Regions from separate parts of the Mus musculus genome. Here regions 2 and 3 are each linked to region 1. Evidence: chromatin contacts called from public Hi-C and HiChIP or PLAC-seq data. All regions are on one chromosome and are shown on one strand. The core of a region is the stretch at or near the end of the contact, and the rest is flanking DNA. Distances in the headings are between cores, read along the strand shown. Region 1 holds the start of Elavl4 (ELAV like RNA binding protein 4). Region 2 overlaps Agbl4 (ATP/GTP binding protein-like 4). Region 3 overlaps Agbl4 (ATP/GTP binding protein-like 4).

What was found. A called contact is a pair of places that touch in the nucleus more often than the background predicts. HiChIP or PLAC-seq counts read pairs in DNA pulled down with a chosen protein or histone mark.
Region 2: an H3K27ac HiChIP or PLAC-seq map of neural progenitor cells shows a contact between it and region 1, with 20 times the contacts expected there. The contact joins the enhancer-like site here to the promoter of Elavl4 in region 1. A contact is called at or near these places in 3 of 484 Hi-C or Micro-C datasets (the N1E-115 cell line, cerebral cortex and cortical neurons) and 8 of 115 datasets of contacts at active chromatin or transcription factors (SST interneurons, VIP interneurons, astrocytes and 5 more).
Region 3: a Hi-C map of cerebral cortex shows a contact between it and region 1, with 4 times the contacts expected there. The contact joins the enhancer-like site here to the promoter of Elavl4 in region 1. A contact is called at or near these places in 2 of 484 Hi-C or Micro-C datasets (cerebral cortex and cortical neurons) and 4 of 115 datasets of contacts at active chromatin or transcription factors (embryonic forebrain, embryonic hindbrain, embryonic midbrain and 1 more).

Annotation. Positions count from the first base shown.
Region 1 is chr4:110,285,385-110,288,573 of GRCm38.p6, forward strand. Elavl4 (ELAV like RNA binding protein 4) reads right to left here and starts at 1,450. Exons shown (of 7, transcript NM_010488.4): 1 at 1,086-1,450. The coding sequence starts at 1,109.
Region 2 is chr4:111,620,328-111,623,516 of GRCm38.p6, forward strand. The region is part of intron 11 of Agbl4 (ATP/GTP binding protein-like 4); the gene reads left to right. Among named protein-coding and RNA genes, the nearest start is that of Spata6, 98 kb to the right of the region's middle. Within about 2 kb of position 1,699, at least 3 of the 459 cell types and tissues checked have an H3K27ac peak or open chromatin away from gene starts, as enhancers often do. A contact at or near this core is called in the N1E-115 cell line and neural progenitor cells, where this site is marked.
Region 3 is chr4:111,325,563-111,328,751 of GRCm38.p6, forward strand. The region is part of intron 5 of Agbl4 (ATP/GTP binding protein-like 4); the gene reads left to right. Among named protein-coding and RNA genes, the nearest start is that of Bend5, 88 kb to the right of the region's middle. Within about 2 kb of position 1,744, at least 37 of the 459 cell types and tissues checked have an H3K27ac peak or open chromatin away from gene starts, as enhancers often do. A contact at or near this core is called in cerebral cortex and cortical neurons, where this site is marked.

The sequences.
Region 1 (3,189 bases), core at 200-2,699:
ATGTAATTAACACCTATTTATGAAGAATAATTAAAGTTGGGCTAGTCACAAAGAACAGCAAAGATAATCGAGGTCCTGTCCCCCCTCCTCCCTTTTTACACTGTTTGCAGTGTGTTCTCATGATAGCCACCTGCTCCCTGCTCGGCTTTGCCTCTGTTCGTTTCCCCGGCAACCTTTCATTGGGTTTTCCTCCCAGCTATCGCTTTCAGTTGGGCTGCTCGGTCTAATCTTATTTGTTTTACACCCATCAAAACAAGCAGCCAGACAAAGGCAATCCTCTAAGAATGGGAAAAAGACCATAGCTTTGTTATAACATCTATGCAGAGTGAAAAGTCCTCCTTGGGCTTCTCTGATTTTTTAAAAAAAAAAATGAATTTATACCTTTCCCCACTACCCAGTCCCCAATCCCCTGAAATATATTGCTGGTGAAAATTCAAAGTCAAAGTGGGCACTCATGGCATCAATTCGTGCCATTTTGTGCCATATCTTTAGGGTCAACACCAGGAGACAGGAACAACACTCAAGGAGTTTCCCTGTTTCTTTTTCCAGAAAAAGACGATGCTAAAAATAGATTTACTACTTCGGCAGAAAGGTTTTCCACTTCCCTATCCACATCTCAAAGTCCTGTTTCACAATTGCATCTGCTGGTACTGAATCTCACCTCCTCCACCCCTCATTCCCTGCCTTCCCCATCACTCCTAGCACGAAGACTGAAAAAGAAATGTGCCTTTAACTTTAACAGTCGTGTAATTCGGCTGAAGGCTCACAGAGGCGGTGGACACGCCAGCCAACAGTGACGGTGACATTGTGATTGTCAAAAAAAGACACCAACCTTGCTTGCCTAAAATGTGTTTGATGGAAGGAAGAGACAGTATATGCCTTGTGTGCATGCAATGCCATTATACTTAGAGGCAGATTCTGAATTTCAGAAAAAGAAATACTAATACACACATGCACACACACGCATACCAGAATAGTGATTTACGATGCAGTCCACCATCCTTACACACACACACACACACACACACACACACACACACACACACACACGGCTGGAACCTCCAAGCTGCCTTCTTTTCACTTACCATCTTCAAGCCATTCCACTCCATCTGTGATCAGAAGATGGACCCTCACACAGTGTGTCAAAAGCAGAAAGGAGCGTTATGTAAAAGCTGACATTCCCTTCTTACAGAGCTGCTGCCCAGAGAAGGAAGCAACAACTCAACACGCCAGGCACCGCTACACATACAAGCCGCCTCCTCTTTTTATGAGGTCATGACAGGAAACTCTTTGAAATACAAGATGCAGCGTTTACTGAAGCCCAAATAAATCACTCTCTTTGCCGTTTTGACTGCGCAGTCCCCAGAAACACAACTGCCCATCTCAACGTTCAGCATCCAGGAGCTGCCTCTCGAGGTTTACATTTCCACCAGCACAGAAATGGAGAGATTCCTAACCCTGCTGCATCCACCCAATGCCCCACAAAACCCAGGCATGTAGACAAGCCTCTTCTCTCTTACAAAAAGAAACCCCCTTCCACCCCCTCAGATGGTCTCAAGTAATAGAATCTCTTTCAACAAACCAGCAATTATTTCAGCCCATCCCCACCCTCGGCTTTTATGTGGAAGGGAAAACTGACAACGACCTGTTAAAAATGACAATCTCTCTCCCCACTGCTTTTCAAAAAAAGGACCTACCCGCACGCTACACAAAAGATATAGTAAATGAAGGAACAAGAGAGCAGCAGAGAACTAAACTCTCGTGCAAGCATTAAGACTGGCCAAGGTGTAGACGCTTGTCTTCCCTCTAGCAACACGAACAACAGATTACATATCTAGGCATACCTACCATAACCATTCTTATTGGCAAATATTGGGTCTCGCAGCGCTTCGACTCTTCTCTTAAAATTTGCAAAGGTTTCAGAATATACTTAAAAATGACTACTATTGTTTTATATATATATATATTAAAGATCCACAGACCACAGTGTGGATGATTGTAAAGTAAATCTATTATTGGGAGGGGGTGGGGTGGGAAAGAAAGGGGGAAAAAAAAGAGAGGAAGAAAAGGCGCAGTGAGCTGAAACCCCCGATTCTAGGATGTAGATAAGAACAACTGAACAGAGCCTTGCTGAAATTGGCTCGAAGCTTCCCCTTTTTACATCCATTTATGGGACCATCTGTCAGCTGAAGCCAGACTCTGATTGGCTGGGGAAACGAAGGGAGGCGTTGCAACATCAGGTGCTATTTAAATTAGCTACTGCCAGATTGACGATGTTAATGATCTGGTGACCTCTACAACAACAGAGACCAGATTTCTGAACTGCTTCTTGTGTCTGGTAATTAAAGCCCGGCTGAAGCAACAACAGCCATGCTTGTATTTTTTACCTTTTACCTTCTTCCAGCTCAAAAAGTCCTGTCACAACTGCAGGTCATTGGAGGACTGCAAGCCTTCGCAGTGGGAGTGTCCTTCCTTTCTGGGTCCTGGGGGATACAGGAGCCCATCCCTCCGATAGAGGGCTTTTTCTGTGGAGAGTATTTTCAACCACCTTATCTTTCTTGACAGTTGCTTTCTAGCGAAATGCATATTTAATGATCTGCCTCTAGGCTTAAAGATACAACAAAAGCACTTTAATGTGCTAATAATTCTACATTTTAACTTTATTATTTCCCAGTATCGCTGGTTTTCTGTAAGTAGTGCTGCTTTTTTTTTTTTTTTTTTTTTTTTACAGCTAACATGACCAACATTTCAAAAGCATTCAAGTTTGGGATTAAGCTTGTTGAGTGAATTGGGTTCACAACTTTGCCTTAAAAACTATTTCCTAAGAGTTTAAGAAAGAAAGAAAGAAAGAAAGAAAGAAAGAAAGAAAGAAAGAAAGGAAGGAAGAAAGGAAGGAAAGAAAAGCTGGGGGAAGGAGGAGGGCCACTGTCAGCTTCTACCTTTCTGTCTTCTATGTGAGCTTTCTACGACAGAGAAGGGTGAATGATTTATTTAAATGAATTTATTTTCCAACTTAGGGGCATGCTCTGCATTTAAAAAAAATATACTCACTTTTGCTTTCCCTACTGTGGTGAGGGTAAAATATGATTCGGAAATTAAAGAGCCTCATGTTTATTACGTGTGCAGACCACTCCTTTTGCTCAGCTGAACAGGAGGTATTTTGCCTCTCCCTTCGCTTCTTTCCCCAGC
Region 2 (3,189 bases), core at 449-2,948, 1.3 Mb after region 1:
ACTGGAAGGCGTCAGTGGTGAATGAAGAGGCTATGCACCAGCTTTGTAGTCCCTGCTTGTCAGTGGGGGGTGGGGGGAGAGGAGCCTGGAACTATACCAGGGAAGCACAAGTCAGCTTGGTACATTCAAGGATGATTTAACCTGGTTCCTCTTTGATATACATTATTTTCAAGACTCATCTCATAACAGAGGGAGAACAGTCAGACAGATTGTGATCTTTGTTGGCTGCTGGCTCTGTGTCCCAATCAGAAAAAGAAATTACATGGTCTGATGGGAATGGCAATATGGTCTGGGAGGAAGTGTCCTCTAGACTGGGAATCAGGAGACCTGATTCTGACAACAGACAACGCAGGCCTCATCCCAGACAGTGCCCTTCCGAGAGTCCTCTAGGCTCTGCAAGGTGACTTTATCTTTATAGAGCAACTGAGGACTTTCTGGATTTTCTATCCTGCTGTGGGACTCAGAAACACCCACAAAGAAGTAAGTGCTATGCAAAGAACAGACTTTCTATTCACACATATCTGGGTTTGAATCTTGCCTCAGCTACACAGTAGGTGGGTGAGCCCCTTTGAATAGGTTGCATAACCTAACTGACCTCAGTTTCTTTATGTGTAACTGGGAGCTATAATTGTATGATGTTCTGGTTATGGTGAAGTTAAGGGAAATAACTATATACATTTTCAAAGGTTTCCACGAAGACTAGTGGTCTTTGGCATCCTAGCCTGTCCATGTTGTAGCAAGAACACAGATCTGACATTAGAGTTCCAGATGTGAGTTCTGTTTTATTTTCTGAGAGCCTTGGCACAGTTATATAACCACTCCAGACATTAGTTCTTTAACTGTAAAGTGAGGCTGACAGTGAGTTACGTCTTGTAAGGGTTGCAAGGGTTACATGGGGAAGGCTATGTTGTCCTGAACTGTTAAATCAACGTGCCATATGCTCAGTGATATTAGATATCATTCTCTCACTTTTCCTTCCTGTCATTTGTCATCCTTTTGTTGTGAAATGGTAGAGTCTTGATACTTTCAGGCAACTCTCCAGTTATTACTATTTACATTTTATTGTCCTGACAACTAATAAATATGCTATTTTCAAATGGTTGACAGAGAGAGAGAGAGAGAGAGAGAGAAGGAGAAAAGGAGAGAAGGAGAAAAGGACAAACTAGAATCATAAAGTTACTCAATGATTCTCCAGCCTTTGTTTCTGGTCTGGTTACAAGCTAATTTTGGGAAGAGGGAGCCTGAGTCCTGAGCAGGCTGGTTTCCTGTGGCTGTGTCCATACTGAAATCAGATAATGCTGGCTCTGAAGTATGGTACAGCTAGCCAAGGGAAAATACCAAGATTCTGTCAGCTAACTGCTGTCATTTCAGACCTCAGTGGACCCCTCAGAGTGGGCCTTCTGACATGTTCATCAAACTATTTTATTTATCCATCTGTCCAACAAAACCCATTAGACATTGGAAAGAGATGGGAATAAGTGGCTATGTATTTAAGAAGATAGGTTTTTGAGCAAAGAGGACAAGGGAAAGAGAATAAAGGTCCTGGCAGATGAAAGATCTGCTGGGCTAGGGGGAAGGGGTCATCAGGGAGCAGAGGGGAAAGAACTTCCTAGAAGAAGAGAAACCAGGGCTCAGACTTCCAGGGTGAATAGATGCAAACTAGGCAAGAAGGGGGTGGAGCCACCTTCCTGGCAGAGGGAGAAGTACAGGAGAGAGGCCAGATGCCAGGGGAAGGATGCTCTGTCCAAGCATTCCACGGTAGCTGGGGCTGGGCCAGGAACAAGCAGTGATCAATAACCATGGGAGAAAGACCCGTGAAAGAAGCACATTGAATATGCTGCAATAACAGTTACAAAACATTGTTATTGTTTGTTTCCACTGGCTTCCTAGATAGATGAATATAGATAATAGAACCATAGATATGAGAACTCTGGCAGGCCCAGAGACTGCCCAGTCAGTCTCAGGAAATTAAGAAGTTCCAATTAATTCTAGTCACAAAACAGTCTCAGTTGAGCAATTACTGTGTCTGGTCTGATTCGAAACATCAAACCTCTTCAAAGAAAATCATCCCCACCCTCTGGGCCTGTCGAAAATAGGCTGATCATGGTGACCCACGTTCATACTTCTGGGGGTCAAGCAGGATAAGGGAGCACTAGAAAGAGACAGGACGGGCCTCTGATACTTAAAGGATAGCATGGACTATTCCACATGAGCCCCTTAGGGACCCCACTTTCTAGTGCTGGGTGCTAGAGGACTGCTTAGAAGTGTTAGAGCTGGGGTTTAAAATCCCAATAGGTCCAGCTCTAAGTTCCACCTGGCACACCATCTTGCCATCCTCTCTTCTTCCCTCCCATGTCCTCCTGGAGGACAGGGACTGTGCTTATGAACTCCAGAGAGGCTGGGACTCCTACAGCTCTTAATTTTTCTCTACCTACAGAAACCCCTTCCTGTAGGCCTGGTCCCTGATACTAACCTGTCTGTCATCCCTGATGACCCAGCTCTGTTGACCAACACCAGCTTCTGATTGCTCTTAGCCACCTTGCCTTGTACCAGTTGACGCCCACATTCGTGTCAAAGTGTGCCCTGGCTCCTGAATGCTCACTGTTTGGCTGGAAAACTGAAATGCCATTACCTTCATTCTCCAAGCCTCCTTCATCCCCCCAAAAGGAGGTTTCGAAGGTTTTATCTGCTTTTGTCAAGTTTATCACCATAATTCGAAATGCTGTTAATATTACTGTCAGCAGAGATCTACAAATTACAAAGTTGTAAAGTTACTTTATAGTGATAACTGTCAGCTTTCACTTGTGGCGCTGCAAGCTTGGCTCCATGGAAACCATGATGATGATAAAGAGCCTATATTGTTTCAGGATTGCAGCTGTGAGCTGGCAGGCAGGAAGCATCCTGGCTGACTCCCAAGTTGCCCAAATCTATTTGTCTGCACCCATGTTCACTTGTACACCTGTGCACACCAAGTACTTGTCTTCCCACTTTCTTGTTGCACAAATGTGGGAGCATTCTCAAAGCCAAGGCTTTCCCTGAGCTCAGTTTCAACCAATTGCATCCTTGAGCTTAACTTTGTTCAGCCCAGAAGACAACAGGGACTGTCAAAATGTCACAACACAACTGCTTTAAAAGCCACTGTTTAATTGAGAACCACTAGGAACATTTGAGGTTCTAGTTAGACAATGT
Region 3 (3,189 bases), core at 494-2,993, 1.0 Mb after region 1:
CTAGAGAAATTACCCAAGGAGCTAAAGGGAACTGCAACCCTATAGGTGGAACAACAATATGAACTAACCAGTACCCGGGAGCTCTTGTCTTTAGCTGCATATGTATCAAAAGATGGCCTAGTCGGTCATCACTGCAAAGAGAGGCCCATTGGACTTGCAAACTTTATATGCCCCAGTACAGGGGAACGCCAGGGCCAAAAAGGGGCAGTGGGTGGGTAGGGGATTGGGGGGGGGGTGGGTATGGGGGACCTTTGGGATAGCATTGAAAATGTAAACGAGGAAAATACCTAATTAAAAAAAAAAAGAAAAAAAAAAGAAATTCTGCTGACCACAGAGGTAAACATTTAGAATGTAGCTTGACAAGATATTATGTATATTTACAAAAACAATAGAAATGACTTCCCACCAGGGCCTAGACATGGGCTTTTGTTAGGTTTATAGTAATAGACATGAACTTTCTCCTTTAGAGCAGGCCTCAAATCTAATCAGAGAGCAGTTTATCAATCCCATAACAGTCATTCCACCATTTGTGCCAATTGGTGCCTCATGCTGCTGTCAGGTCAGTGGTGTGGCATGCAGGGTCCATGGCTGAGTAAGTCTGCTAGTAAAAATCTCCTCCTAGCACCCTGCACAACACATTCTGGTACTATGAAAGCTAGCCAACATAATGGTGGCTTGATTTCTCTTTGTCCATAACCAACCAAAATATATGGTGTCTTCAGGCAGGGTCTTACAATCTAGTTCTGTTAGGTAACCAAGAACAGTAGAAATAAATACCCTGTGTTGTTTGGAGATCTTCACAGACCTCTCTGGCCAACAATTTATAAGGAAGTAGACTAGCTTTGGCTCTGGGATTGTCATTTAATAGCCTGTGGCTTCTGGGAGTCACCTTATCTACCCATGCAAGGTACCTCTGTTCAAATTCTTTTTTTTTCTTTTTCTTTTAGCATCCACACTTGTATGTAGTGTATGTTAAACATATTTTTATACCATCCCTCCCCTCCCCACCTCTATCCTCCACCCATTTGTCTGCTTTGTCTCCTAGGTTTACTTCTACTTTCAAGTGATAGATACATAAATACATAGATAGATAGATAGATAGATAGATAGATAGATAGATAGATAGATAGATAATTTTACTTACCTATATAAAACCCAGAAAGCACAAGTGAGGGAAAATATACAATATTTGTCTCTCTTCTATTGGCTTAATTTGAGCTGCTTTTTTTTTTTTTTGAAAATTCTTCCTTGAAAGCCAAGCTTATAAAGTAGTCTTTATGAAAAATGCAATTAGGTTCATTAAATTATTCAAAGAGCAGAGCAGATTTAACTTTAAAATGATCAGTTGTTTGCCCAGTGAGGAGGCTAGACTAGGTTAAGAGACATTAAAAACTGTGAGTTTCGAAAGGTCGGTGCCAGGTGAACTGTTCTCCATGAAGGGGATATTAAAAGTCCAGATGCCTAGTAGGAGCCTAGGGCTGGGAAAGAAAAGGGAAGTCGGATTGTTGGAAAGAGAGGAACCTGAGGCTTGAAGCCGAATGTGTGCCTGCCCGCCTATGGTCCTGCGCTCCTTCTGGAGATGTAAATCCCGAGGTCCTCCGCAGAATGGCTGGCTTCTGCAGTGACAGGAGAACGCTCGGGACTTGCTGGTGCTCTTGTCTAAATTGTCTCCCGTCTCTGCTGTGACAGACTGGCTGTTCCTCAAATAGCTATCCTGCGTGAAAACAGAAAGCAACACTGAACACACAATCAGTGACTATTCTCCTCTGCCACACAGAACCCCCACACAAAACCAGCCCTGAGCTCCAAGAACACTACGTCCCTTTTCATTCTAAGAGATAATTGCAGTGCAGTCGTGACCAAAAAGAAAAGTCCATTTTTAACCACAGCCTCACAATCACCCCATCCAGATGAAGAAGGCCAAATTCTCTGAGGCTCAGTTCCAACATTCCTGGGGCTTATAAAGAAAGGGATTTGAGGGGAAGTATGAAGGCAGTTGACAAAAACAAAAACAAAAACAAAATTGTTTGTAACTAATATGTCTTTTGGAAGAGTGATATCCAACCCTCAGGAGCTCATCTGGTGACCTACTGAGTGAGGTTCTGTCAAAGAGGGTAATGAGTGACCAGAAGATCTCTGTTGGGTTTCTTCTATTAGTCAGGTGCTAGGCAAGCCCCTTGAGAGAGAAGTCAAGAAGCCGTGGGAACGTATTGTAATGTTGCTCCTGTGGGGCCTCAGGTAAAATCCAGCATAGACTTGTCAGGTCAAGAAAGGCCTGACAGAAGAAGAGGCATTCAAGAGGCAAGCCAAGTAACAAGTAGAAAGGAAGTCAGGTGCCCCTCGTTTACAAATGCAATAGTTTCCCATCGGCAGTTTCCAGTGATCATTACTCTAGTTACTCTAGTAATGACGTTTCTCACTTTCGTTTATTATTTTTTACTTTTGAAAAATTCTAACCTAATTACTTGACTATTCCATTTCTTTGCTGAAAGCTGTTAGGCAGTCATTCTGAAACATATGCTTTTGTTTTCATTTGCATTTAGACCATGGATTTTGCAATCCTGTCTGAAGTGCTATTTAGAACATAAACAGATGACACTTACCAGATTATGCCACTAGGTGGTGCACACATAGTCAATTGTAGGATAATAGGGTTTATCTGCAGATGACACTTCATCATCACAGAGGCGATACAGACAATAGAAGCTACGGGTCGGGTCGGGTCGGAAAGAGGTGGAGATGGGAAGCACTATCAGAAAAGATAGACTTTGTTGCTAGCTGGAGAATGGCAGAGCAAAACTATAAAAATGAGAAGCCTCAAAGGCATGGCAGAGGAAAAGCCATGGGGAAGAAGGAACTGCTTACTCTCCATAATGATGAGTTCCTACTTAACAGGGTCATTGCAGAGGGCATAACAGAATAGTTGAATCAGTTAAACTAAATGACATCAGTCCTTCCCAGGTTTTGTTCTGGGCGCTGGAGGCATAGAGATGAAATGGCAGAGCCCTGTCATCAGTGACGTGATATATAGACACAGAAAAAGACAAAACAGAATGATACGAGAGATCAGTTTTGCAAGGTGCAATGGAAGAACAAAGCAGAAAATATTTATTCTGCCAAAGAAAGGAGAGGAGTGCGTTAGGTTTGGGGATTAGTGTACAGGAGCTCCATGGAGAACATGAGAAGTTC